Regions from separate parts of the Mus musculus genome. Here all the other regions are linked to region 2. The links are chromatin contacts, called in public Hi-C and HiChIP or PLAC-seq maps. All regions are on one chromosome and are shown on one strand. Each heading gives the region's core, a stretch centred on a gene start, on an enhancer-like site or on the middle of the called end of the contact. The rest is flanking DNA. Distances are from core to core; before and after follow the strand shown.

The links. Hi-C and Micro-C count contacts between places; a contact is called where the count stands out from the background. HiChIP or PLAC-seq counts read pairs in DNA pulled down with a chosen protein or histone mark.
Region 1: a contact with region 2 is called in a Hi-C map of bone marrow-derived macrophages, with 10 read pairs. The contact joins two enhancer-like sites. A contact is called at or near these places in 1 of 15 datasets of contacts at CTCF or cohesin (large pre-B cells), 3 of 484 Hi-C or Micro-C datasets (the N1E-115 cell line and bone marrow-derived macrophages) and 5 of 115 datasets of contacts at active chromatin or transcription factors (the NIH/3T3 cell line, acute myeloid leukemia, astrocytes and 2 more).
Region 3: a Hi-C map of muscle stem cells shows a contact between it and region 2, with 2.9 times the contacts expected there. The contact joins two enhancer-like sites. A contact is called at or near these places in 2 of 484 Hi-C or Micro-C datasets (the N1E-115 cell line and muscle stem cells) and 3 of 115 datasets of contacts at active chromatin or transcription factors (the NIH/3T3 cell line, astrocytes and embryonic fibroblasts).
Region 4: a contact with region 2 is called in a FOXA1 HiChIP or PLAC-seq map of pancreatic cancer cells. The contact joins two enhancer-like sites. A contact is called at or near these places in 1 of 15 datasets of contacts at CTCF or cohesin (the NIH/3T3 cell line), 2 of 484 Hi-C or Micro-C datasets (adipose-derived mesenchymal stem cells and uterus) and 5 of 115 datasets of contacts at active chromatin or transcription factors (the NIH/3T3 cell line, astrocytes, embryonic fibroblasts and 2 more).

Annotation. Positions count from the first base shown.
Region 1 is chr15:63,603,618-63,609,414 of GRCm38.p6, forward strand. No RefSeq gene overlaps it. Among named protein-coding and RNA genes, the nearest start is that of 4930449C09Rik, 110 kb to the right of the region's middle. Within about 2 kb of position 2,219, at least 6 of the 459 cell types and tissues checked have an H3K27ac peak or open chromatin away from gene starts, as enhancers often do. A contact at or near this core is called in bone marrow-derived macrophages, where this site is marked.
Region 2 is chr15:62,284,654-62,290,507 of GRCm38.p6, forward strand. No RefSeq gene overlaps it. Among named protein-coding and RNA genes, the nearest start is that of Pvt1, 250 kb to the left of the region's middle. Within about 2 kb of position 2,843, at least 75 of the 459 cell types and tissues checked have an H3K27ac peak or open chromatin away from gene starts, as enhancers often do. A contact at or near this core is called in the N1E-115 cell line, the NIH/3T3 cell line, bone marrow-derived macrophages and 4 more, where this site is marked.
Region 3 is chr15:63,397,868-63,403,887 of GRCm38.p6, forward strand. No RefSeq gene overlaps it. Among named protein-coding and RNA genes, the nearest start is that of Gm41335, 44 kb to the left of the region's middle. Within about 2 kb of position 3,029, at least 29 of the 459 cell types and tissues checked have an H3K27ac peak or open chromatin away from gene starts, as enhancers often do. A contact at or near this core is called in the N1E-115 cell line, the NIH/3T3 cell line and muscle stem cells, where this site is marked.
Region 4 is chr15:63,337,566-63,343,480 of GRCm38.p6, forward strand. No RefSeq gene overlaps it. Among named protein-coding and RNA genes, the nearest start is that of Gm41335, 17 kb to the right of the region's middle. Within about 2 kb of position 3,001, at least 70 of the 459 cell types and tissues checked have an H3K27ac peak or open chromatin away from gene starts, as enhancers often do. A contact at or near this core is called in the NIH/3T3 cell line, embryonic fibroblasts, pancreatic cancer cells and 1 more, where this site is marked.

The sequences.
Region 1 (5,797 bases), core at 969-3,468, 1.3 Mb after region 2:
TAAAAGTTGCACCAAACCTTTTTGAACCTACACGCTCAGAGTGCTTTCCATCACTCCGTAAAACTTCAGCCAACTCACATTTTGAGCCCAACAGCACTCCCCAAGCCCTGAAATATTAGCCACCCCACACCACCCCACACTGGGAGGGGTCCATATTTCTACCTTTTTGTACACTAGTTAATGCAACCAAACATTGAGATATCATGAGCTCCTGTGACATGCCCAATGCTGAGCTATGCACTGGTTCCTAATGATCTCCTTTTCTTGGTATGAAGACATTATTAAATAGCTCCCTTCCAGCTGTCAGGATGTTGAGAGAAACATTGACTAAGTCACTTGGTTAGGGGAGCCCAAGTAAGGAGCAGTGTAACCAAGCATTCATTGCTTTCCCAACGCAATGGCAACAGTGCCTAACATAGACTTCGTAAAGGAGGGAGGATTGTCTGAGCTCATCGTTTCTGAAAGGTTAAGTACAGAGTGATTGTAAAAGGCATGGCAATGCCACACGTGGTAGCAAAACTCCACAGAGGTCTCTAGTATTTCAATGGCTAGGGGGAGCAAGGATCAGGAAAAATTAGGGATGCAGAATTAGTGGGACTCTCAGAGGCATACAGTTTACCTATTGCCCCTTTTGTAAAGCCTTCTGTTTTCTTTCATGCATTCCTATCTAAATTGTTACTTCTTTGAAGGAGGTTGTGGGTAGGAGTTGCACAGAAGCCTTTTATGACCCTCTTTCCCAACTGTGTGAGTCTGCAGTCATCGATACCGCTGCAAAAGTGGGTTTCTTGCCCTTTATAATCAGCAGCAGTGTGGATCCTGGACTTCGACATGGTTTCCAGCATACGCAGCACGTGCCATAGACCTCAGCCTGGTCTCTGGTGGCAGTGCAGACCACGGACAGGGCCCTCTGCCAAAGGGAACTCTTAAAAATTGTGATAGGGATGCTAAAATGTAGCTCTCCACAGTTGATGGCTTCTGGTGGGATCCAAGTGGGAAGGACTTGTTTTGGGTTTTTTGATGTTTTGTTTTGTTTTGTTTTGTTTTGTTTTGTTTTGTTTTGTTTTTTAAGGCCTGGCCCCTGGGAGTTTGACTGTGACACACTGAGTATACAACAAAAATTGGACTTTTTTTTTTTTTTGATGAAGGGGGTAGTCACAAGGGTGGGGGATGGACCTGGGAGCACTGAAAAGTGAGTGTGATCTGGGTGCATGATGTGAAATTCTCAATCAATAAAAATATTACTCTGGGACAAAAATAAAGGTCTCCCATTTTGAGACAATACATCCATTTTCCACCCTTAAAGAGTTTATGTTTTGTTCTCTCCTAAAAGAATGATGGCCTTAACAAAAAGATCCTTCAAGGCTGAGAAATGTATGTCACTTTACTGAGATCATTTTAGGATACAAATGGACTTTAACAATAATTTATCATTGTTCTGTATTACTTGGGAAGGAAACAAATGCTGAAGAGCAGGTTTTGTTTGTAGTTTTATAAAAATGCATGAGAAAGAGCTACTTTGTACAGTGAAATCTAGGTTTTCAAATGCCCCCAGAGGACTAAAGGAAATGGCTCCTTGGACCCTTATTACACCGAGAACTCGAAGCATCTCCAACAGAGAAGCACTGCTTCCAAATCCTTTAACTCCCTAGAGTTGAGCCTGGGGACCCTTTTCTCATTATCCAAATACAAGAAAGACCCTTTCTTATGTTTTTGAGTGAATGCATGTTGATTTTCTGCTACATGCAACATACCATTAAAACCAACAAGAAGTTGTCATATTTGTCACGTGAATACTCTCCCATCTTAAGCATTTCCTCTTTTAGGAAAAAGATAAATTCTACCATGATCTTTACCATGTTAACTCTGTTAAGTTCTTTCCAGGCACCTCCTTCAAGCAGTCCTCCCATCGACCATCAGAAATACACATCTTTAACTCTTAAGTGATAAAGACAGCGCTTAGAGAAAAGAATCAGCTCACATAAGCAAACAAGTAAGAAAGCTTAGACTGAAAACTGTCCAGATTTGCCTAGAGAAAATTCTGTGCCTTCTCCAGATAAACTCAGGGACCATGAGCACTCAATGCTGAGACAGTCTGTCATGATGCATGGAATAGAAGAGCAGAGTTGACAAAAAAATATAGTGACAGATTTTCATACAGAAAAAAAATGTGTTGTGGTTGTACACGCACAAAATCCCTCACATGGGAAGTAGGAGCAGGAGGATCAAGGAATTCAAGGTCAAACTCAGCACCATAGTGAGCTCAAGGGCAGCCTGGGCTATATAAAAACCTGCTAAAAGGAAAAGAAAAATAAAAGCAAATGTTCATGTATACACTCAGTCATTGTGTGAGTTTGTTTGAATGTAAGACCCATCACAAAGATTTTTTTTCTATCTCAAATATGAAATGTTAAAGGGGTTTTGGTTGCAAGGATCCTAAAAGAGTTCATCCCTGGGTGCTACAATGAGGAAGGAAGTCTAGGGACTGCCATCTCAGTGCGGTCATGAGTGCAGCTATGAGCAGAACTCTGGACTCTAACCTGCTTCAGCATTTCTCCAGAGTGTCTCATCCTAAAGATACAGTGCTATTTCTGTCTTACACTTGACATTTAGAGTCATCTTAGCTGGTCTGCTTATGATAAATTATGTAAAATAAAGCATTAAAAGTCAATCAGTATGTGATTATCCCAGGATGAACTCAAATGGAGAAAGAGGAGGGGGGGAGACATTTCTGGATAAAGCAACATCAGTATCCAGGGTCAAGAAGTAACTCCAGGCTAGTGTCTTCACAAAAAGGACGTCTATCAATATGCCTTGGACAGTCATCACAAAGGAAGAAGAGAAAGAATAAATTATTTCTAGCATCAGGCCACTGCTACTGTAGTAGCCACTAATGGTGACTGTGATATGATCCCCATTTCGGTGAACTTATAGTCTAATGGTTAAACTATAAAGGGAAAAAGGTCCAAATGCTATACAGTAAGTATTGTGATACGCATGAGTACACAGTGGTTTGAAAATCACAGAGAAGGGGTTTATAATCCATAGGAAGATAGCTGCTAAGCTGGCTTTCTGATGGTTGAAAAAGGCTGGAAAAAGACCAGTAAAGACCTAAGAACAAGAACCACATTAAACACATTAGGGCAGAAAGACGCCTTGGGGAATAATAGTGCCTGGATCTAGGCCTGATCACCTGAGTTCAGCCCCAGTGGTCCACATGATTAAAGGAAAGAACTAACTCTCATAGGTTGTCTTCTGCCTTCCACGGGAACGTTGTGGTTCCACAGGGACATATACCCCGCATACATAAATAAATATAGTTTTAAAATAAAGACACAATACCTTAAGACAACAGTATGGCTTGCCTTGGATACAGCCCAGAGTTCTACACAGTAGACCTCAGAGGGAAGAGATGATGGTACAAAGAAACTGGGGTAAGCACAATGTGCCAAACCTTGTAGGTTTTGTCTGTTATTTGGAGTTTTAGCCTAAGAATAAATAGGGCTGATCAGGATATTTATGCAATGGAATGGCATGATTCACCGCATTTTGACATAAATAGCTATGACTGCTAACTTGTAGGTGAAATGGGAAGAGAGCAAATCTGTGAACAGGGAGACTCTTAGTTATTGTAGCAATAGTCTAAGAGAAGAACAAGAATATGAGCTAAATGCTTAAGTGTGGTCAGTACAGTCAAAATGGAATGATACGTATTAGAGACTGATTAGTAATAAGTGGTAAGACTGGAATAATAACCTTCAAATTCCCATTGAAGGTCATCAGTGGCAGAATGGGATGATTAAGAAGGTCAGATCCCTCCACTTCTAACACATATCCCAGCAGGTGCAAAAGCCTGAGGTTCATAACAGTGCCTTTGTTGATGCTATCACAATAAAATTCTAGTGTATGAATGGAAAGGACTCACTTGAATAACTACACTAGGTTGTCACATTACTCTTGCTAAGTTTAGATGGTATCCTATTGGCTTCTAATACTTGAGCACAAATCAAGACATGCCAAAGTCAACACTTAATGTTGACTAAGTCTATCAAGAGAAGGCAAAATGGGTGGGGAAGGTGTCATTTGTTCCACAAGAACTATTACATTTCATGGACCCTTATATGAAACTCTCTTCTGATGACACAGTCATATACTAAGGGACCTTGAGAGCAAGGACTTCCCAAAACAAATATCAAGCCAATTTAACTCCATGCAGAACGTGTCTGGCTACAAGAGTTCTGACATTTGCCAAACCTCATAGAGTATACTGGAACCATCTTAAAGACCTCTGCATTCCTGCAGGTCTCCGCACCCTACTCTCTGCTCTCTTTAATGCTGAGTTTCTCTAGGGATGATAGCTTTGGGATCTTGGGTTTGACTCAATTTATTCCAGGACTTGGATTCATTTTAAACAAGTCAGAATCCACGTGCCATCTTCAATTAAAGGTTTTGTAAGGCAAAGGAAGACGAGCTCAGCCACCAAATATTTGGGCCTGGGAAAGCTTCTGCAGCCTTTCCAACAGGCCAAGTGTGATGTGGTGAGACTGGCTCCTGTCAAAAGCAATGAGGGAGGCAGCAATGGACATTGGGAAAATTAGGCCTGGCACCAGCCTAAGCCACTGAGTATTCAAATAAATGGTATGCAAAGTGTGGTTTGAACATCATGGTCTGGGGAGCAATGAGAATTCTGGGTAGAGTCTGGATAAGTATGAAAGTGCTTGAAAAGACCAATCGAAGTAAAAATGAATCAGATAGCGGACAGGAATAAGCAAAGAAACCACAAGGCATTTTTATTGATTTGCTTATTAAATGCATCCATTCAATGACTATCTACCCAGACCCCAAACTTCAAAAGCACGAAGATTCTGATGCTGGCAGAAAAAATAATAATAATCAGAAACTTCCTGAAAACGTATATTTCCAGGGTCACTGTAAGATAAGAAAAATAAAGTTTGAAATATTTCATGCATCTGATTTTCAACTTTGCTTGGTTACACATTTATAGCTGTGGCTGTTATCATTAATAAACAGTTCTTAGTACCCTGAAGATACCTGGCCAGCACTTGGTAGGAAAACGAATGAATGGCTGCTTACCCTGGAATGCACAATGTGTTAAGAATATACACATTCCCTTATGAACTGCAAACAACCTCCATGGTAGATAGGGCAATGAGAAACTAGGGATTTAGATGGTTAACAAAATATCCTGATCATATACCTAGAGAGTAGAAAAGTTAAAACTAAATTCTATCTTAACATGGCAAGTAAATATAAATAAATAGAATCTCAAACATCTACCATGGAATAATGTGTTCTTACATGAGATAAAGATAGAAAAATACAGAAGACAGGGGAAAGCCAAGATGACACTAAAAGGAAGATCATGAAAACTCCTAATATGACTGTGACAAAAGGGGGTATCCTGGTCAGAAGGCAAGGAGGGCCAGCTCAGAAAGCAACAGGTTACCATCAAGGCAAACAGAGGCAGACTCACAAGCATTAAGGAGTTGGCTTAGATGGTTGTTATTATCAACTTCCTTGCTATCCATTCCTATCAAGGAAATACAAGGACAAAGTGTGGAGCAGAGACTGAAGAAAAGGCCATTCAGAGACTGTCCCACCTGGGGATCTATCCCATATGCAGCCACCAATGCCAGACACTATTGCTGATGACAAGAAGCACTTGCTGATGGAGTACTACTCAGCTATTAAAAACAATGAATTCATGAAATGCTTAGGCAAATGGATGGAATTAGAAAATATTATCCTGAGTGAAGTAACCCAGTCACAAGAGAACATA
Region 2 (5,854 bases), core at 1,593-4,092:
ACATGGCATGCTTGGCTAAGGTGACTATTAATGTACATTGTCATTGGCATCAGCATTGCAGGCTCAGTCTTTGGGAGAGCCAAGATGCGGTTCATTTGCATACTACTTTGCATTCATTTGCATTTTTCTCCTATGCAAAATCAAATGCAGCTAATTAGTGCAACCTTGTTACAATGAGAAGCAGGCTCAACCTTCTGTGCCAGGGCAGATGGAGGCCAGAGCAGGGATTGAAACCACCTAAAGCCAGGGGGTGGACATGCAAGGAGACCTGACAGGCAAACATAGACCGTGAGTTAAATGTAGGAATGTGAGTTGCACCATTTTCAAATATTGTCTGTCTCTTTGAAGTGGGTACTGGAAAGTTAGCAAGATCAGAGAACCTAGGGAGGGAGGGAGGGAGAGAGGGAAAGAGGGAGAGAGGGAGAGAGGGAGAGAGGGAGAGAGAGACTGATTGACTTAAAGGTGGGTACAGATGTACCTTGCACATGATTTGGGTCTCAAAGACCTTGGAAAAAGTCAGGTATGGAGTTCAGCCTTGTTAACTACAAGCTGTGGGATGCTGTACTTGGGGCATTGTAGGGATGGGATAAGAAAAAAAAATGGACGGCAATGAACTTTGTCATGTCAATGCAGGATATAAGTGGGTATTCTAGGCTATTAACATGGAGATCAGCTGACGATGGAGGTTCCCAGTGTCTTCACAGGGTCCTGCCACTATACTGTACGTGAGAGGGTCGCATACATCTCTCTCTCATGCACACATACAGATACACACCCTTAGATGCACTCACACACAGGGAGAGACTAACTTTTAGATTTAATAAACATCTAAAACATAAGAATCATGAGGTACGTATATTACAATCACTGTTTGATTGAATGATTTCCACGGCCATTCTAAGAACCATTTATTACTTGGTGCTGCTAAGGAAGACCATGCTTGCCCAGGATGTCAGGAGACTATGGCAAACTGTTAGAATACCCTCTCTCCTGAACAATAACAGAAACATTCGTCCAGTTTCCCCTTCTCTTTTTTGTAGCTTTGATGTAGTCAGTGGCCCATCTGCTAGCCTACTCTCTTTGGTCCTGATCATTCTGATCTGGTTGTGATGGTAGTTCTTTGCCAGTTGAGGACTCCTTTTTTTCTCAACTGGTCATTTTGGTTGCTCTCTCAGACTTTAGCACCATGTTGTGTAGCTCAGGACGCCCCATTCCGCAAAGGAACCTGCCAGTCTACCTAGGGGATTGCACTACCATTTCAGTGTGACCAAAAGTAAGAGAATAGAAGTCAATGCTGGACAGAATGTCACCATATTTGACATTCCTTCTTGATGGGAGAGCAGTGCTGCCAACAGAATTTGCTCCCCAGCCCGTCCTGGGGTGGGAGCAATTGGTGGCAGTCACGGGCAATTGGCAATGCCAAGTCACGAAACAAGTAAATTGTGTTGCAAACCTTCGAGATTGGCTGTATGACCACCACATCTGCTCTGCAAGGAAACACCCATCTCTACATCATAATGTGAGATTGGCTTGTGCAGAATGGCTTTTCAGCCCAAAGCTCCATATGGAAATAGTATGTTTGACATGCTGAAAGTTTAGATCCATAGTCCAGTATCACTGCCTTGACTCGAAATATGTTATCCTCCAAGGTTTGAAAGTGTGAAAATTGGAAAAATTAGCTTATCATAAAAGGTAAATGATTTTCTTTGTAACACGTTTGCATATATCACCATTTGTTGACCACCCCCCACTGGTCTCACCTGTCTCTCTGTACATCACATATATTTTATTATCCTCTCTTAGTGCGTCTCCTACTTCCTTTCCCTCCCCTTCAGGGCATCTCCATAGTCTCCTTTCTACCTTTGTGCCTTACAGAATACCTGTATGTATGTGTGTTAAGTGTTGCTTTAAAACCATAACAATCATACTGCTACTGCCCAGAGCAGTGAATGCTCTGCCAAATTATCTTATTTGGTTTTCGACAAAAGCCTCACGAGGCAGGTAGTTTAATTTCCACTTCCCAGACTAATAAAAAACAGAAGTTCAGGACTGTTCCGTAATGCATTCACAACCACACATGCAAGGAGAGGGTCAAGATTGAAGCCAGCATTCCTCTCGTGCACAGACCCTAATCTCATTACTTTTTACTCATGCATTTCCTCCCCGAGCTGGATACTAACCAGCTGAGCCACATACCTTACTCAACAGCGATGGCTGCAAATACTTTTGTCTGCTTATATGTAAAGCAAGCTACTTAGGAGACAGTGAAAATGACATTAGACATAATACAGAGGCAGAGTCTGTGTGCAACTGTGTCTTGAATGCTTAGATGAGATGTTTTCGTTTCTGTATGCTAGGATCTACAAAATGCATCCCGTTGCTTGAGCCCACTTGTTACGAGGACCTATTCACAGTAGTCACTCAGCTGTATCAAAAGGTCATGAAAAACATCCTGTGGAAAGGCTTTTTTTTTTTTTTTTTTTTTTTTTTTTTCTGGGCAGAGGATCTAGAGTATTTATGAGTCACTTGAAGGCTCTGTTTCCCTCTAGAGATGAGACATTCTAATTCTCCCATCTGTTGAGTTTGACTTACCACTTTCCCCAGAGGAGTCTTGGAGGCAAGGAGAAATCATGCTGACTAAATGGTGGTTGAAATTTGTAGGGTGACTGTTCAGTTTAGCAGAGAATAACTAGAAGGCACACTGTATCACCGCATTTGAAAAATCATTAAAAATGTTCCTGCTTCACATTCCTGTGGCTCCTTAAACTCAACCCTCCAGAGGACCTTCCTCCCTCCCCCTGCCAGCTAAAGCTGTGTCATTCTGAGCTGTGGCTATTGGTCATTTCCTGTCTCATCCATCCAAATGCTTGTTTTATTATGACTGCCATGAGAATGGGCTCTGAGCTAGGGACTGGGTTTCACAGCCATTGGCGGATGTGTTTCCTCCAATGTGGGAGCAGAGGGAAAGAATGCGGGATTCGCCTTCAGGAACCTGCATGCAGTCACCAGCTCTCTGCTAGCACTTGTGCTCATGGGTGTACTACTCAAGCATGTCTCTTTCAAACTGTATTTCTTTTTTGAGTACTTAGAATATATTAGTCCTCTGCTAGATATTGGGAACTGGAAGTACACAAAAATACAATAAAAATAGATCCTCCTATTTTTAGAATTCTGCTCTGATGGGAGACATAAAGTACACTAATAAAATTAGTACAGATGTATGTTGGTAAAATGTATGCTTTGCATGTGCTAATTTAGAGAAGGAAGCATGGGGTTTTGCATAGTATAGTTTTCTATATTAGACAACTATAATGACATGAAATCAGCTTTAAAATAAGCCTTTCTCCACTCCTTTCTTTCCCTTTCCCTCTCTCCCTTTCTCTGATCATCAAGTTCTGTCAATGTATCTGGTAGTGTTGATGTTTATTTTTTTAAAAAATTAAGATCTTTTTTTTTTACTTCATTTAAAGTGTCTGAGATTTTGGCCTTCAAGTATGTACGTGAATTCCTTGCTCATGCCGATGGGTGGTTGTCAGCCACCCTCTGAGTGCTGGGAACTGATCATGGATCCTCTTCCGGAGCAGGAAACAGACTTAACTCTTGAGCTGTGTCTCTAGCTCCCTTGATATGTATTTTGCTAAATAGTAATGGAGACATTCATGCTTGCTTCTGCTTACTAGCATGATAACTTTTGTATTCATTCATCTTTTCTCAGTTTGTATCTTAGTATCAAGTACGTGTCTTATATGAAGGATACAGTCATTCCTTGGGTGCCCTTTGCTTGGAATCTTTAGTGGGTTCAGAGAATGTAATTGTTGGTTTGGTTAGATTCGGGTTAGCCATATGGCTCCATGCTCTGCCATTCATCTCAGGCACTCACTTTCTGTGTTCTCATTTGTCAGGAACTTTTCAGCATTTAATATCTTACTCCGCCTCGTGCTTATATTTCTTTGGTGGTTTTCTAGTGATTATTTTCTAGGAATTATAGTTTGCTTCTTTGAGTTAATGTTGAACGAGGAAACCTGTTTTTATTCCACTTTCAGTTTTGAAAGAAGAGACTTGGTTCATGATTTGGCTTTTCCCTTCCTTTATCTTCCTGTCTCCCTCTGTCTTTCTTTCTTTTTTTTTTAATTTTTAATTTTATTTATTTTTGTTTTTGTGCCCCTTTCTCTATTCTTCATATGTTGAATCTAAGACCTAGTACATGTTAGTCAAGCAGTCTATCACCAAATTACATCACACGCTTGATAATTTTTGTATTATAGATCTTTTTCTTCTTTCTTCTTCTTTCTCCTCCTTCTTCTTCTTCTCCTCCTTTTCCTCCTTCTCCCCCCTCCTCTTTTTTTTTTAGTGGTACTTTCAAGTACTGTCCCAGTATTTTCTGATTCTCATAGTTTTAGATGTGACATCAGCCATCAGTTTTATCTGTGGGCTCCTTCGTAGCATGTACACTTTGACCTCTCTTGGAGCATTTGTCTAAGTCAGACACATTGCACCACATAGATTTGCAAGATGGGGAGATTTAGCATTTCATTTGGGCTCTTACAGTCAGTCTGAATTTCTTAAACTTTTTGTATGTGATGTTTATTCCCAGTCTTTCATCTATGTAAACTAATAAAGTCTCTTTTAACCAAAGCCAGTTTGAACTGTTTTTTTTTTATTGCAACCCAAAGGACCCTGATTAAAAACTAATAATTTGTCCTGCTCAGCTCCTGTGTAGTCATCACTACCACTGACCCTTGCCATGCCCCACAAATGTGAGACCCCAAGTAGCACAAAATACTTCTAGTCCCCAGTACAAGTTAGCCTAAGGGAACTGAAGGGACTTCTTGCTTACTCTCAACCCACTCACCTGGTTCATGTCTAGATTTCATATCTTGGTTCATCTCTATCCACAGTTGGCATTGTGACCCACACCAGATCAACACTGTAAACTCCTTCTCACTATTCTTTTATTCTCTGCTCTCTCTTAGAGCTCTTCCAGGCTCTGGGTTCTCTTCGGTCCCCTGCCTGTGGTCTTAGGGAATCATATGCTTTCTGGAAAGAAGCTACAACTTCCTGAATTGAGTTGTAGTCTTCTGGCTGACTCTTCTTGTCTATGATAATAGGTCTTTTTTCCTGTTTCTAAATGCTCTCCTCCTGCCTCTTTCTCTCTTTCTCAGTTGAGAAGGGCTAAGACATCTTTTAAAAGTATTTTAGAAGCATAGCAGACAGGTAGAGAGGAAGCATCCTGCATCTGGAATAGATATTTCTGATAGAAGTTTGTGGGAAACAAATTCTTTATTTACATCAACATTCTGAAAATTCTGTCATCAAAAACTTACATTAATCTTGTCTCCATCTTTATGACATTTCCACCGAGATATTTTCTTTGTGTTGAAAACAAAAAAACATAAACACTATGCATATCCCACAACAAGCTGATTCAATCTCCCCTTCATATATACATAATTTAAAATATCTTCTCTCCATCTCATTTCACAGTGTTTTTCTTAGTCTTCTTTCATATTTCCTGGATGTGACTATGTATCACTGTGTCTATTTCTCTTCACCCATCTACCTGTCTGCCTTTCTGTAGCATGGTATTGAAAACTTTCAGCCTTATGGCCTCTACTCCTGATGGTCTTCTCCATGTGTACACAGATCTTCTTATATCTGGTTTCCTGGGCGCTTCCTGGTATGTCAGATACTCTCCACCTCAGTGGCTCCTACATGGGATGCTATTCTTCTTTGTGATTTGATGGGGTTGTAATTGCTTTCTCTTTCATTTGTGCGTCTGCTTAGATAAAATATCCTTCAAATATCCTACTTGACTATCCACTAACACACCCAAAGACATAACAAAGCTCCCTTT
Region 3 (6,020 bases), core at 1,779-4,278, 1.1 Mb after region 2:
GACTGGAACTAAGAACTCACTTAGATTAAGTTATACAGAGACTGTGACCTTCAGGTTAGTTGTGAGTCCCTCTTGCTTCTTCAGATCATTTATCTGCAAAAAAGACAGTTGCCATAAGGTGATACAGCTTTGTGGAATGAACCACTGGAAGGAAATCGGCCAGCAAATAATCATAATATTATGCAATATTAAGCTTAGAAGCAAATGTCTGTTGTGTCTACTCTTAGGTGCGACTGTAGCTGTGGTTGACAACAACATAGGAACTTCTTGAGAGATGCCAGGCCCAGAGGGCCAGACTATGACCCACCAATATTTCTGATCAGTAGAACTGTGATAAAATTTATTCTTTCATGGAACTCTGAATTGGACTGGTTTGTTATAGAAATGTATATAACTTGCACAGTGTCCTATTTATATGCTGGCACTTGACTACAAAATAAATTGTCACATTCCATTTATTGTTAACATTTTCACTATCTCTATGATGGAGAATATATATGTGTGTATATATATATATATATATATATATATATATATATATGTATGTATATATATGTATGTATGTATTATATATATATATATGTATGTATGTATGTATGTATGTATGTATGTATGTATATATCCCAGTATCATGCATTATTAGATCTATTTACCATCCTGAGCTGGCTACATATGAAATTAATATTTTTTATACATGAATTCATCAGAGCGTCATATAATAGAAAGTACACATTGAATTCAAACAGGTTTCAATTTGAAGTCCGATCTGCCCACTTCTTCACGGAACTTTGGTCAAGTCAAATAATCCATGTGAGCTTGAGTGTCATGATTTATGAAGTGCTGAGCTGGGTTGAAAAGGGAGAGGGGCCATCTAGCCTAGCAGAAAAACTTCACAGAAAGCAATTTAACAGTGATGGTATTTAAACAAGGTTTTAAAAGATAAATCCAAATTACAAAGCAACAGTAGAACAAGCAGTGACATCAGCACCACTGGTGGCTGATATAAAGGTATGGCATCTTTGACAGGTGTGAAAAGTGTGAAGTTGAGGAGGAAAACAGTGAGCACAGAGGAGTTTCTAGAGATCTGTCAGGATTTAAAGTACATACTGCATTATAAAAACTCTTAAACTTCTTTGGAAGACTGGTAGTTATTGCTTTTCCAGAAAAGAGGGTGTGTATAGGTTTCTATTTCATACATTTGTGTAGCAGGTAAAAGGCAGAAGTCAGCAAGTTATTTAACAAAGGACTGGATAATAAAATATCTTGCATCTTTCAGCCAGTGTAGTTCCCACCACAAGCTCAGCTGTGCCTTTAGGGAAATAGCAAAGACAGTGGATAGATACATTCAAAAGTCAGTTTATAGGAACAGACAGCAGGCAGTGTTTGACCTATGGTCTTCAGTTTGCTAATTCCCGAGGCAAAGTTTCCAGGATGAAGACGATTACCATGTCCAGAAAATATTCAGGAAAACATTTAAGGGTTGGATAGTTGGCTCAATAGTTAAGAGTATTTGCTACTTCTATAGAGCCCCTGGAGATGGCTCACATCACCCACATGGTGGTGACTGTAACTCCAGTTTCAGGAGATCCAACATCCTCTTCTGACCTCTACAGGCACCAGACATCCATATGGCACACATACATGAGGAAAAAACACTCACACATGTAATAAAATAAATTCTAAAAAATAAAATAAAATTAGTCAATTACTTCATTCAATCATTTTCACACCTGCAAGAAAGGCTGAGAAAGACCCTGTTAAAGATGCTTGAGGCTCCGTGGTGGGAAAGAGACACTGTCTTTTTTTCTGGTGGAAGTTACAATATAGTGAATCGAAATAATTGAGAACATTCTTAAGAATGAGTGTTGCAAACCAGAATTCCTGACACACACAGACACATCATCATTGGTGTAATGACTCGATTTGATATTTAAAACGATTGCACTTAAAAGTATTTTTAAGAAACAAAATGTCTAGTACATATTTAATGATCAAATAGAGAACTTAAAGGAACCACAACTTCCAGGCAATAAATCTAGTAAAAAGCCTAAGAGACATGCCAAGGACTATGCCAGGAATTATCTGTCTGATGCTTGTGATACCTAAAAGTGACTATTACTCCCATGTGGAAATCTGACTTTCCTTCCCTTCATATTCCTGCTGAGGCAAAAACTCAGGCAAAATCAGCAAGCAGTGGAGGTTGAAGTTTTATGGTGGGAGACTAAGCAAAGAGTCTACCATGAACCCTTGAGAGTCCCACAGAAAACTAGGGGTGGGCCTGGGAACTGGAATCAGGAATCCCAACTGCTACTTCCTGCTTCCAATCACCCTCCCAGGAGAGCTGCCCCCGCTGTGTCTGAGTGGAAGAAAGGCTGAGAGCATCCCTGAAAAACCAAGTTCTTTTCATAAATTCAGTCTTCTGGGGTGAAACAGCAGAAAACAAACAAAGGAACTGTGGGCTTTAGAAAGTAACATTTCCCTTTCATCAGCTGGAGGGCAGTGGCCAGAGAAAGAGACAGTAAAAGCAGCCACACTGCTTGCTGGCCACAGAAGACGAAGTCCCAATGTGCCTTGAACACTCACCCACCAGCTTAGGAGTTCTGTCATGCTCAGAATAACGTGGTTGTACAACAAGGGCTTCTGTTTCTCCCTAATGAGTTGATTATATCCTGTCAGAAGAGTCATAAGGCCATCAAATGTCAAGTCCATTTTCTCAAACATATTATTTTCATAGCAGCTGGGCCTGACTCACTCTCAAAACAGGGCATCCCATTGTTCCCTTCAACAGATAATGCTGGAGTGAAACTCAATTAAAAGAGAAAGGGAAGGGGCTTAGAGGACACATGATCCCGATTCATGCAAGTTTACAATTTGCTGTTTAGAAGCCAATTCTATTAGGATGGTTTGGTCACTTAGTTCACAATTAGTTCCTAATGCCGGAGGAAATAGACATGGAATGTGTTGTTCACCCCCAGGACTGTTTCTCATAAGGGAGGGAGGGCATGGTGTTAGTCACTGCCTGATGCTAGAAAGAGAAGGCCGGAAGTGAGAGATGTGAGTACTAACTCTAAGCATCCCAAGACAACCCTCTGACTATACCTGGTTTATCACATTCCCCAAAGACACAGATATAATATTAACACTAAACTTTACGAATCAGACAAGCAGAGTATTGGATACTCATATCCCAAATGGTTATGAGCATAGTGATGTATTAGACATACTAATAATTAGATCACAGTTGTTAAAAGAATAAGCAGCCTAAGATACCTATGACATGCTACAGAAAAAGTTCAATGAATGATAATTATTATTTTAATCATGATAACAAAACTGGAAATCAATGAAGAAAATGGCAGCCATGAATCAAGGACTGTGACCAAGACTCTGAAGCAGTGATTCTCAACCTTTCTAATGCTGCAACCTTTTAATGCAGCTCCTTACAGTGTTCTCATGATCCCCAACTATAAAATTATTTTATTGCTACTTCATAACTATAAGTTTGCTATGAATCATAATGAAAATATGTAACATTCAAGATATCTGCCCTGTGAGGGTCACGACCACAGGTTGAGAACCACCACTATAGGAGGCTGTGTGATCAAGAGTCATGAGTTCTGAAGCAAAAACCAAATAGTTGTCTCACATTTATATTAATTAATCTACTATATAGCAAGTTTGGCAACACAGACCGTCCAGTGATGATAAAAGAAAGTACATGTCCTACCTACCACCCAGCTCCTATCACCAAAATTGGTAACTTATCTGATCATTTGTTTTGACTTGTTTTCATTTTTCTGTAAGGTGCCAATACAGCAGGCAGATTTTAAAATATCTCTATGACTCCTAGCCTCTGTGCAACGTTTCTTATCACTGATGCAGTCAAATACTAACACAAGTACCACTGATGAGCGATTTCCATGGATACTGGGAAGATGACCCCAATATAAACAATTGTACCTTGTGTAAGCACAGAGTTTCCTGGAGCTGACATCTGAAAAGAAAGTCAGAGAGTGAAAACATGTTCTGACATACTGATGCTTGTTCGGAACTGAAAATAGATACAGAACAAGGAACAAAGAAGTCCACAGAAGCTGAAGACCTGCAGGAAAACAAGAGCTAGTTAGCAGTCCTATAATGACTAGATCTTACAATGAAATGAAATGTTTCCAACAGAATGGGTTTGGGACAGGATCTTTTGAATGCATCTCAATGTCAAAACCGTGGTGCTCTGTGCAAACTGAGACATGTATGACACAGTACACTTCTGAGCTGAAACGTGAGAATTAATTATTAGGTATTGTTTTAAGCCGCAAATTTTGTCATATATCAATAGAAAGCTATGAATATCTTGAGAGCTGCAAATGACAGAAATTTCATTAAGTTCTCTTGCCTCTGAACAAGACTGAGCTATCTAGCTAAGCCTAAGGACTCACTTACATCCTATGTCAAATATTGGCATGTGTGCACATATGTGCATTTATGCGAATGCGTGTACACACACACACACACACACACACACACACACACATCAGGCTTCTGTTCAAAATAGTTGGATAATTAAGGCAAAAAGTTACATATTTTATTTGAAGTAACTATTTACTTCCCCAATTCACTTTTTCTCAGCCTGTCATTTCTTCAGTGAGTATTCATTGAACAACTATCACGTGCCAGGCTACAAAGATATGACTTAGTTTACCAATGTAATGTTCAATGTTCAATGAGGTAGTAGGCTAGGATGCAGCGACAAAGCAAGCCTAGACCCTTAGACATCAAGGAAGGTTTCTCAGAGTTTGTCCCTTGTAGACGGAAACCTTAAGATTCAACCAGTCACAATAGATTGAAAGAGAAGATTATTTCCAGACAGATATATAATATCTAAACTTATCCAAACTTCTCCTAGAGTTCAGAGACTCTAAGAGTGTGTTCGGCATCCATCTTGCCAAGGAGGAGCGGAGAAGAGACAATGAAGAGGTAAGAAAATGACCTCATTTCTAGAGTAAGATCTTATTAAGGAGTTGAGAATTTTTCCTAAGTTCAGGGAAAACCCTAGAAATCAATAATGACCCCACTGGCCAAACAAACCCTATTTCAACAAACTAATGTCTGAAAAACTTGAAGAATCATTTAAAGAGAAATCTTCAGTGCTGAAGATAACAGATCATTCTTATAAAAATGTCAGTCATGAAGACTGATGGAATGACAGTCATGAAATGATAGGGACAGAGATGTGAGGATTATCAGCTCTGAGTTTTAGGTGTAGAAAGTAAAGAATCCTCAAAGAGATATCACCACCAGGCTTCTGCTATGGAGATGAGATGGGAAGGAATATCAATCAACAATAAGGGGACTGTAGCAGACCATCTGATTAGGGATAGGATGAAGGTGGAAGGTTTGGTACCAGATGTTTGCTTTAGGAATGGTCCTGCAGAGTGAGCTTATACAGCCAAAAGTGACAGCCACTCCTTAGTTTATATTGGACAAACCACTTCACCTCCTATGGAAGCACAGTTGATCAAAGCCCTTGTCATTCTAATCATCATTCTAATTACTACTGCCTTCCTACTGAGCCCTTGCCTATCCCTGCAGACAGACAAATGAGCAGCTCAATGGGTCGATGTTTTCAGAGAAATGAATATAGAAAGACGGAGATTGCAGACCCAATGGGAGATCAACTAGGTATTAAAGAGATTCTTTATTTAATTCATCCCTTAGACCCATTTGTCTAGATTAAATAGTTAATATGCACAACTGTTACTCATATTTGATAATTAAAGTGGGAAGATATATGATAAGAGGAAGCATCAAGCTGGCCACAGAAGGCAGATGAGTTCCTTTCAGCAACATGTGAGGGTTCCATAGCTTTAGTAAAACAATGGAAGGAACATCTTTTATTAGCAGGTCTTAACCTAGGTTTTATTTCTATCGGTCTGTTTATTGGGCAAACATTAATACATGATGCAAGATGCAAGCAATCAAGAATCACACGTGAAAACAGATAGGTGTGTGTGCGTGTGGGT
Region 4 (5,915 bases), core at 1,751-4,250, 1.1 Mb after region 2:
AAAAGTATCGGCGTAAGTCTGAGAATCACAGGACTATAGAAGACACAGAGATGGCAATGGGTGTCAAAAAAATAGAGATAAGAAAGAATTTTTCTAAGAATTATTTATTTAGAAGAGGCTAGACTGCACTATCAGGCTTTCCTTACCTACTCATATTATATCTTAAGCTTAAAAAGAGTCTCTTTAACCAGAAATGATTTGAAAAAAAATTGAGTATTACTGGATTATAAAATTGTACTGACTTAGAGAGTAACACTGGTGTGAAAACTATGAGTGGAGGAGCTAGGCAAAATTGTTTGATGTGACAGGTTACAGTGGGGAATAAGAAGTGTCTGCACCCCCTTCTTTGTGAATTGCAACTTTCTAATACAAAGTTTCATTGGAAAAATCAAATATTCAGTTAGGGTCCTAGCAAAGGGAGCTTCTATCAGGGAGCCAAAGGATTCATATACTATATGTTGTATAAACTTCCAGAAATATGAGTTAAGTGTTGGTCAGGGCAGTAATAAACAAAAGTGTAGACAAGTCCATGGAGTCATGCTTAGAGAGATCTAGCCAGGGATGCTTCAACATGTCAAGAAATGTCCATTGGAAAGAATTGGCTAACTCCATTAGCCAAGTTCAAGTAACAAGCTGACAATAAACCAAAGATCAATGTTCTCACTTCTGAATTTATCATAAAAACTTAACATGAAATAATAGAAGGGAAGAAAAAGAGGGAACAGCCGGGCATGGTGGCACATGCCTTTAATCCCAGCACTTGGGAGGCAGAGGCAGGCAGATTTCTGAATTCGAGGCCAGCCTGGTCTACAAAGTAAATTCTAGGACATCCAGGGCTATACAGAGAAACCCTGTCTTGAAAAACCAAAAAGAAAAAAAAAGGGAAGAAAAAGAAAAAGAAAAAGAAAAAGAAAAAGAAAAAGAAGAAGAAGAAGAAAAAGAAAAAGAAAAAGAAAAAGAAGAAGAAAAAGAAAAAGAAAAAGAAAAAGAAAAAGAAAAAGAAAAAGAAAAAAAAAGAAAAAGAAAAAGACTGGGCAACTGATGAAGTGTTGGTTTATCCTTGCATTCTTTTATACATCTAAGTTACCCAACTTAGTGAGAGAGATGTGAAGAGAGGTCTTATTATTGAATCAAGACTAGAATTTTAACTTATATTTACACAGGTTGTATTGTATACTCACAGGATATTTTGTTATAAATTTTTGAAAGATAAAATAAGCAAATGGTTGCTTATAGGTAATTATGTTCAGATTACAATCTGGCAACATTTTCCAGAAGTGTCCTGGACAACTGATCTCAGAAGTCAAATAATATCATTAGATATAATGTTCAAACTGAAGCTATGTTTTTATTGAATTTCATGAGTCATATTCCTTTCCTGTATCAGTTATAAATTTTACTATTATATTCACTTTGCATGATCTTCACTATCTAATTGTGGTCCTAAAGTTGATTGTGTACTATACTCATTGTTAGGGATGGTACGTACAAGTTAAAATTGCTATCCTAAATAAATATATTATTCTATAAATAACTAGAACTTTCTTTTCTAAATTAATATATAAATAAGCATATGTATACCTCTAAAAGCTATTTGCATACTTTTATAATCTGGTGTCATATGGTAAATAAATGAATAAAAGCATGAAATAAAATAAGTAGCATAAACTATTATTGGTGTACTCTGAACAGTAAGTCTCATATTAACATCAAGTTCAAAAGAGAACTTACATCATCTTTAGGAAAGATTTTAGAGGGCACGTAGGTCTTCACTGGAGTCATTTGTAAATTTGTCAGAGAAATTTCATTCACATCACATCAAAATTTCTTAAAACTATTTAAAGAAATCTTATTTAGGTAGTTATTTATTTAACTTATTTATTTAGTTTATGTGTATGAGTGATTTGCCTGTATGTAATTTTTTTCTGTGTGTGTGATGTGTGTGTGTGATATATGTGTGTGTGATGTATGTGTGTGTGTGTGTGCATGTGTAGTACATTATGACATTATGTCTGGTGCTCATTGAAGTCAGGAGTCATATCCACAAAATTCTAATTACAAACATTTGTGAGTTACTACGTAGGTGCTGGGAATTGAACCTGAGTCCTCTGTAAGAGTAGCCAGTGCTCTAAACTGCTGACCTATCCATTTCTCCAGCACCTTACAGCATTTTCCCCATATTTCATCTGACTTTATCACCTAGTTGCATCCAAGAGTTTCTTTGTAAATTCTTAAACTCTGAGAAACTCTGAATGTGTGCAATTTTTCTCCTTCTAGCTTCCCTAATCTGTCAGATATGGGACTTTCTCATAAGGCCCTCACTCCTTATAATGACAATAAAATAACCATTCCCTGCATCTTAGCTCCATCTGTTTACCCTTGCCTCCATCACCATGAGAAAATTGCTGGGATCTTGATTAGTTAGTATTTCTGTCATGTAAGGATACACATAAGCTCATAGAATGGGTGTCTCCATGTGCACTTGAGTCACAGAAAGCATTCAAACAAGAACAGTGCTATCAAGCCTTGAACTAGGCAATAAAATTGGATGTTCATATTATGTACACATCCCTATTGTGCATACTCTCTGATCCTGAATGCTAGGAATTTGGAATCTACATGTTCTGTCACATTCTCTCCTACCTTGGAAATGTAGTTCCTGAAGAAAAGAGCCACACTGAAGCCTAAGGAACCAATAATCAGTTGCTCTTTCTAATTGAGCACTTCTCTTTGCTTAGATTTTGGAAGAAGCATGAAAATGATTTACTGATTTAGGAACTGGGTGGAGTGGACCACAGAAAGACAAATCAAAAACATCTGGAATGAACTATTTGAGAGAGAAACGGGGAGGGAAAAAAAAAGTAGAGCTTTCAAATGAAACGAAGTACAGATGATTTGGCCAAATTCAAGCCAAGCCAAACACTCACATTAAACATTGCACTTGGGTCTGGTTCAATAGCAGGAGCCGGCAAGGGGGAGCCTCAGCCAACACTGCATCAGAGGCACATTGTGGAGGGAGGAAATGAGTTTAGTCAAGCCAGCTGTGACTTCAAAGCCGTGGCTCTCCCAGAGAACAGTGGGAAAGGGTTCCCCCTTCAGTGAAGACTGCAAAGTTCATCCAAAGACAGTCCGAAGGGAACTAACTCTGGGAAGAAGCAAATTGCATTCCACACTCTAAATAATACTTTCCTTGCATGAAGTGGTGGTGACCATCTATTTAAAGAGACAGAAAAAGAATGAGGAAGAGGTGATAAGGAGACGTCTCTGATGCACATTCCAGGACACACAAAACTGGTGTGTCTGTGTTTGCTTTTCAGCAAAGATAGGCATGTCTTTGCATGAGTCATGCTTCCAGCTATGTGAAAGGTGACAACACAGGATTTCTCTTCTGAAAGATTCCCATGATTTCTTTCCCCTCTTTGAACTTCTAGAAAACTAATATTTCTTTCAATGCATTTCCTCAGTAAAATTTTATCAAGAAACCCATGGTGGGTTAGGTGGGGGTAAAACAAAGATAAGCAAGGAGAAGCTAGACATATAAACAAAGGCTTATGGTATTGAACCAGAAGCCCCTGTTAGAGCAATGGTTCCCAGAGAGTAGTCTCCTAAAAGGTGAAAGCAGAGGCAAGAACAGCACTGGGGTAGGAAAGTTTGCAAGCTCTAGCCTCAATGCACTGAATGAGAAGGTGCAGTTGGTTTATTGAGCTCTCCCATTGATTCAGATAAGTCTTAAACCTGGGAAACCACTTTTATAAAATAGAAACAGAGGCTTCTGGAGCAGAGAGCCAGTACTACTGAGCCAAAATGGAGATCTTCTACCATGTACAAATCATGGGCTCATCTCCAGGTTAGAATTCTATAGGTGGCCCTCTGTCAATACACAACCATGAGCCTTTGCTTCTAAGTAAACTGCTAAGATTCAAAGGTAAGGAATTATTTATTCTACACCCTCCCCAGCCTTCTCCTTCCAGCTCAATGACTCTCAACCTGTAGGTCATGACCCCCAAAGACCAATATCTATACTGCTAGTCATAACAGTAGCAAAATTACGTTTGAGGGTCACCACGACATGAGGAACTTTATTTAAAGGGTCACTGCATTCGGAAGGTTGAGAACTCACTGTTCTAGCTAGCTTCAGGTCCAGTTCTTGGATGATACAGCTTTTAGAACTTACTTTGAGACACTAATTCTGAAAGTTTACACTCCTCAGGAAATCTTGGCAAGCATGTATTTGCAAAACTTTCCAACTCTTGAATATTCGAGAAGAATAGTGGTTATCTCCTTGAAGCACTCACTGGATGATTGGATCTCTACTGGATGATTGGATTGGCATCCTTATCAAGGGTTTTCTCTTAGTATGCTTGGGCACCTCCGCTGATGAAGATTGCACTATCTCAGGCTGCAGTTTGCTTCCTTTGAGACAGCTCCTTTTAGAAAGCACTTCCTTCTTCTGGGCTGAGCACTGCCATCATTTCCATTCCATTTGTTAGTTATAATTCTATCCCTTGGGAACTCATAGCAAAGATACTTACATATTAATGTGACATTCTTCAAGTATTTGAAGTTAATAATTATGTAGCATATGACATCAGTTAAACTCACAGACTCTGGAAGCAGACGCCCTACATTCAAATTCTTGTTCTGCCACTTAGAAGTCTGTGACCTCAAGAGAGTTATTTACTTGCTCTTTACTCCTTGGTCTATATTAAAAGATATAATAATACCATTACATCAAAGGGCTTTTATAAGGATTTCAGGAATTAATGTATGCATATAAGCCTGGAATACTGTAAGTGCTCTAAATGTTTTAGCTATTATTAATCATCATCATTACCATAAAGATCTTGTCAATTCTCTGACCTCAGCCACATTTCTAATTCTATATTTATTCACTCTGGGACTTGAATAATTACATATGTTTCAGTGAGATCTCCTAATTTTCATTCTACCCCATCCATAAATGTGAGTGGTCAGTTGGGACCACATGAATTGTCCTGTACACTGTAATTTTAAAAAGGAGTAATGTATATTCCCTCTAGCCTTGGCATTAAAATCTTCTACTCTACTTCAGTTTATCAATTACCTGCAGAAAGAGAAAGGGAAAAGAGATGCCAAGAAGTTACCAAGAAGTAGTAGGCACAAAGGTTGGAAGACTCAGAACTCTAGAGTCAATACGTAAAGGGAAACTCCCTTTAAAAATCAACAAGTTTGTGCATTCCTGATGGCTAGTATGAGCAAGAAATTGCATTTGCTCTGTGAAACCACTGAAATTTTACAGTCTAGGATGATTAATATGATGGCTTCCAAATTTATGTCTCTTGCTCATCTTGTGTTTCTGTACTCTAGAGCCCTGTTTTATTCAGCCTTTCTAAATAAGACCTGCAGTATGGGAAGGGGTACACTAAGGGCTTTTGGAACTAGAGCCTCTATATTGCCATTTCAGTCCTACTAGAGACAAGCTATATGCTTATGGAAAGACTAAATAAACTATTCTAAACTCTAATGCTTATTAGTAAATTAAATATATAGATGTCTGTAAAACATAAAAGCCATTGGTAGATAGTAAATATTTAATAAATGTCAGATAAAATCATAGTTATGACCTCGATACTCTAAATATGCTCTTTCTCAGGCTAATATATAATGCTATTATCCAATAGTTGTTAAATTTTAAACTACCAACCTAATCTTTAATCACGTTTTGGTCATTCTTTTATATTGAATGAGTCATTGATAAGTGATTAATTGTTTTCCCTAAAAATTTCTCAGATCCACCCACTGGTCTCTATCCTCTTTTGTTAGATCTTTTTATCCTATATCCAGATATCAACCAGCATCTCTGACTCCATTACAGTTACCATTTCAAGTCTGTGCACATGCTCTTGGCATTTATACAACTATAAGGAATCTTTTTA